Linked DNA regions of Triticum aestivum: region 1 is linked to region 2. The links are chromatin contacts, called in public Hi-C maps. All regions are on one chromosome and are shown on one strand. The core of a region is the stretch at or near the end of the contact, and the rest is flanking DNA. Distances in the headings are between cores, read along the strand shown.

Region 1 (2,779 bases), core at 10-2,509, 210 kb before region 2:
TTTTTTCTACAGTGCGAGGCAGAAGAACAGCACTACCACTAGCTAGTTCTGTACTGCACAGCAAAGGCAGACCGACATACAGTAACAGTTAAAACAGAGGGGATTGTTCGTCTTGTACGTGCTAGTGAGATCGCAATTCGAAGGGTAAATTTCACGCAATGCTGGGATGGGAAAACATGTGTACGTCGCTACGACTCGGCCAAGAGCAGTACATGCAGCGGCTACGTTTTACTCGTATCTCACGGCCCTCCCAGTGTAAGTATGTACCACCCCGCTACCCATAAATGTGTGAAGACTACGATGGAGCTAGCGTGTTCTTGACTTCCCCGGACTCGGGCAGTCGGCGACCAGCATCGTACGTACTCTACTCTATTGGCAGTCAAAATTGTTGCAACCACTAAATAAGGGACCAGATTCCATCATAATTAGGCGGTGAATTAAGTGAATTCTGGGTGCAAATTAAGCGGCATATGTAGGACAGTTCGTCCATGATGGGCTGGGATGGGTGATGACCTGTTGCCGAGAAGCGCATGGAGCTGGATGATGGTCTGCTCCTCCTGCAGGCTGAACTTGCCCCTCTTGATGTCCGGCCGGAGGTAGTTGGTCCACCGGAGCCGGCAGCTCTTGCCGCACCGCTGCAGCCCTGCAAATCAAAGATTACGCCCGGTTTCCCATCATTCATGTCAGCAATGACCCAAGCAACATAGCAAAGCAGAATGCAGGAGGAGCAGCCGGGAGGGGATGAAGTTGGGGTGCAAGAGCTAGCAAATTGGATGAGGTCGGGGTGCTCACCGGCCTTGGCCGGCAGCGAGCGCCAGCAGCCGTGGCCCTGCTGCTCAATGTAGGAGAGCAGCTTCTGGTCCTCCTCCGGCGTCCACGGCCCCTTCTTCAGCCCCTCCTTCTCGCAGCACGGCGATCGCCCCATCGCCCCTCCTGCCGGCCCGATCGATCGCAGCACAAGCTCTCCCTCCCTCGCTCTCCTTGCGCTCCCACGAACGAATTCCTCCCCCTTTTCTTCTCGCTTAAGTGAGTGCCGAGTAGCCTGGCCTGATCAAGCGAATTGACTACGGGAGATCTTCCTGGCAGGGCACTGTGAGTGACTACGCGTACAGTAGCAGCAATGTATGCTGCCAGTGAGCAGAGTAGTAGTAGTAGTGGTGGTAGAGAGAGAAGTGAGGCACCGATCAGTGGCGTGCAGTGCAGCGCAGTGTGGCTCGCTAGCTTTGTGGTGTGTGTGTGTGTGTGTGAGGTCGGTCGGTGTAGAGGCATAAATAGAGGAAGGAAGGGGCGCCCGTGGTGGGGCCGGGCGCGATATCTTCTTCGGGCGCTGCGACCCTGCCTGCCTGCGCCGCGGGGCCGGGCGTCAGCAGCGCGAGGGCAGGACCGGGATTTCGCTCGCGGCGATGGCCATGGCCATGGGTGGCAATCGCGATCCACCCGATCAGAGGGCGTGCATTTAATCGGATCGGAGCCGGACCCAGATGGTCCTCTCCTCTTTGCTTGCTTGCGGCCTCCCCCCCTCCCCTCCCCTCCGCGCTGTGAGGTGGACGGCGTACGGCGTGTCGTCTTCCTGCGCCCATCGCCCATCGCCGACCCCCCTCCACGCCTTCATGGCGCACGGCCCCTCCCCCCCTCCCCCGCCGCGAGACACTATTTTCATCGCCGCCTCCCGCACATGCGCACGCAAACCGAATCCAATCCAATTTCTCCTACCAGTAACTTGCTACTAGCATGCCTCATCGATGAAACGAACGGTTCCCAGATGCAAATTTTACCCTAGAAAAACGTATGCATGCACGCAAGATCTAACCGGGCTTGGCTGCGCGAAACGGCAACGTGCACGGCGCCGGCGGGCCGGCGGGGAGGGGCCACCGGGCTACCTACACCGCTGGCCGGTCCTGTAGGTTCGTACTACGCGCTGCCTGTGCTCGGCGATGGATGGAGACGGGGATGCGTGTTGTGCGTACCTTATCGACGCGCATGCAATTGCAACATGGCCCCGGGTCCGATCCGAAACAGGCGACGGGGGCTTTCCCCGTCCGTCTGGAGGATTGACCTGATGGCAACGTCGCGGCGATTCCGGGAAACCATTTGTTCCACTCATTCAATTCGGTGCCGCGCCCCATAAGTGGTGCGTGTCAGCTCCGCTTCCTTTCCCGGGGCTGGGCTTCAGAATTTCTCCACGTCCGTCGTCTCCTCCCCTCCTTCCTTCCGTCCTGGTTACTACTTTCTTAGTTCTTACTTGAAGGGGTCGATCGCTCGCCCGCCGTTTCCATTCCAGGGCTACTGCCACTGCTACTGCTAGCCTCCCGGATTGCGCAGGTGGCCGAGGATTAAAATTGCTCTGTTGGGCCCTATGCGTCGCGGCTTAAGTGGTTCCTCGAATTAGCCGGCTCTTCGTTTCGGGCAAGAGCTCTATTCAATTCCTCGCCGCCCTCCGCTGCATCTCCGCGAGTGTGAAACGCATTTTCAGCAGGTTCCTCCTTGGGGAATTCTGCCCGTTTCTAAAAGTGAGAGAGGAAAGACTCAAGTCTTTTCTCCTTCTTCCCATCCTTATTCGGTCATGTACAATTGGTCTTGCCATCAAGTTCGTGTGACGAAATGCCTACCACTACCTCCGTCTCGGTAAATAAGTCATTCGCGTAGTTCTAGATTGACGATTTAACTATCTAAATATGTATTATATGTGACAAAAGATATGTACTTAGAAACTACATCATTGTAAAAATCTAGTGATATACTTTTCATGAAATATAATACATATTTAATTCCTCAAATC
Region 2 (2,790 bases), core at 218-2,717:
TAACAGTAAAGGAAAAGAACAGGTTACACATGACGAATTATTTAAAGAGAGAGTGAAGAAACCTAACCCTATTGAGCTCCGCTATAGAATCAGAAGGGATTCCAGTAGCAAAGCATCTCCAGCCTCTACTTCTTTCTATTCTCAGGAGAATGAAGCGAAAGATGGACATGTGTAAACAATTGCCGCACAGTTTACACTTCTGCAAGGAATAAGTAAACAGAAAACAGAGAAATTTTAGCACAGAGATACTCTCTACCTGAAGTCTTAATAACAACTCCAAGGCTAGGCTGCCCAGATATGATGATACAGATACCGCGAAACGGCAACTTTTTAAAAATGCAGCGATACATTTTCATATATATAGATACTAAAACAATATAGATATTAATGATTCTATGCAGGAACGGGAACATAATTGTTTTCCAATCCCATGAGCCAACACACCACTCAAGCTCACCAAATCATGATAACTGCACGTGCAAGCTGCCAAGCTCATCAAATCACAATGACTGCATGAGCAAGACACACCAAGACATTAGTGATTGCACCGGATGTATCCAGATGTATCAGCATATCCGGGCAGTATCCACCTCTTATAGACTGGTTTTCTGCCGTATCCGTGTTTCGTAGCTCAAGGTGAATGTGTGACGAAAACCTACTCATTTGAGTGTATAACATGATTACCCCCCACCCTACCACAGTACCACCACCACAAATAGTTCTAGAACATGACACAATCCAAATCCATGTAGAAATTCAGGAAATCCTATGTCCATTTAATTCTTCCCTGAGTTCCAAATCGCCTATGTCCATTTGGCTTGTGGAACGGGGCTGTCCTTGCAAATTTGGAGGCCCAATTCAAATTCTTATGAAATTGGGATTGATCTGCAATCCCAACTTTTGTGTTTGGTTGCCAAAAGTTCATAATTTCCCCATGGAAACACATGGCAATGCCAACTTACGTCTGCCTATTCCTCAAACAATAATGTCTAGCTGCCCAAGGTGGATTATATTCCCTATATGGTGAGTAACCTGATCGTATATGTCAAGTTGGGTGTATTGTAATTTTTGTAATTTTGTTCATATGGGGAGAAAATTAACAATAAAATGGAGCATTCATATTCCCCACCAAGCATACCTCTCGCAAAGACCACCATAAAATTTCACTCAATACGAGATGGAAGCCTGATAGACCATATAATGCAACCAAAGAGAATGGGGGAAGAGCCCTCCGCCTGCTGCTTCGATGAGTACCCAACACAAGAGGCGAGAGAAGCCTACCTATGTCCGGGGGGTGCGTCCTTGGTGCAGCTCCAGGTGGACTGGATCCTCGACCAGCGTCGAGGAGGACTCGACGACGGGCGGCTCGTTGGGCGACGGCGGCGCAGATCCTATTCCTAGGGCGGCGTCGAGGAAAGGGTTCGTCCGGTCGGCGGTGCCGCGGCGGTGGGTCGGACGAAAGGCAGCAGCGGGTCAGAAGGTTGCGATCACTACTCGGGCCAGGCGCGGGAGGCCCACGGGAAAGATGTACCGGCCGGCCCGTGGGTGCGGTTGGTTTTGCGTAGTGAGCACGGGCCATAAATTGAGAGAAGTTGATCCTCAAAAAACAAAAAACAAAATTGAGAGAAGTTGGGAGTCACTAGAGTCGTCGCGGATTTCCTCCGGATTCAGGCGCGTTCACAACGAAGCAACCTGAGAACGGTTAAAGTCAAATACCACTTTATGATTTTCTCAAAATAATCATGAACATTACTTTTGTTTACAAAACTATTTAAATGTATGAACCGGTTTCAAATTCATTAACATTTTTTTACTCACCAAACATTTTTTGAATCAATGAACTTTTCTTTAAAATTGGGAAACAAATTAAAAAAACAAAATATTTATTTTTATTTTTGTGAACATTTTCTAAAATGTATTGTACATTTTTTTCATATTCCGGAATATGTTTTGAATACACGATCATGATTTTCGGAATATGTTTTGAATACACGATCATTTTTTCAAAATCATGAACATGATTTTATTTCCCGACCATTTTTTCAAAATTGTGATTCTTTTTAATTTCGCAAACAGTTTTGCAAAACCACCAACATTTTTTGAATCTGCAATTTTTTTATGATTTTCTAAACATTTTTGAATTCACATATATTTTATGATTTCTCAAACATTTTATTTGTGAAAACTCGCAACTTTTAGAATATTAAAATCACGAATTAATTTAAAGAAGAAAGAAGAAAGAAAACATAATGAGAAAAGAAAAGACAAAAAGGTAAAATAAAAAAACAAGCAAGTAAAGCCCCACAAATGGGCCGGCCCATGAATGCATACATGGGTAGGACATGCGTGAGAAAAGAAAGATAAAAAGTGTGAGAGCTAGGGATTGAACCCTAGTCTCATTGCCAGAAGATCTACCAGCCAACCACTCTGCCATTCATTTTTCTGTGTATTCTACTCGTCGCTCCCCTATAAAACAATGAAGGAGGTGGCGATTTTTGGTCCGAAAAATTGAATCGTTTTCTACTTATGGGTGGCATTGGTGGGTAATTTTTATCAACTTGAAGGGTACTTTTAATGACGGACGACCAGAAGCTATAGCCGCTTTATTAATACACGCACCGAACATCCCAAAAATATCCAGAAAAAAAACAAATAGAAAAACAAATAGAAACAGAAAGGAACAAAGGAAGAGAGAGGAGGGCCGTATCGTACAGGTAATGGGCTTGAGAAAGTTGAGGAATTGACACTCAAATTTGTGATCAGTCGAAAAACCCAGGTCAAGACAACTCA

What was found. Hi-C and Micro-C count contacts between places; a contact is called where the count stands out from the background.
Region 1: a Hi-C map of leaf shows a contact between it and region 2, with 2.8 times the contacts expected there. The contact joins the promoter of LOC123189439 here to the promoter of LOC123189438 in region 2. A contact is called at or near these places in 2 of 5 Hi-C or Micro-C datasets (leaf and an unstated tissue).

Annotation. Positions count from the first base shown.
Region 1 is chr2A:563,425,866-563,428,644 of IWGSC CS RefSeq v2.1, reverse strand. LOC123189439 (transcription factor MYB16) reads right to left here and starts at 1,259. Exons shown (of 3, transcript XM_044601851.1): 1 at 793-1,259; 2 at 514-643. The coding sequence starts at 925.
Region 2 is chr2A:563,211,280-563,214,069 of IWGSC CS RefSeq v2.1, reverse strand. It overlaps LOC123189438 (cyclic pyranopterin monophosphate synthase, mitochondrial), which reads right to left and starts at 1,467. Exons shown (of 2, transcript XM_044601850.1): 1 at 1,282-1,467.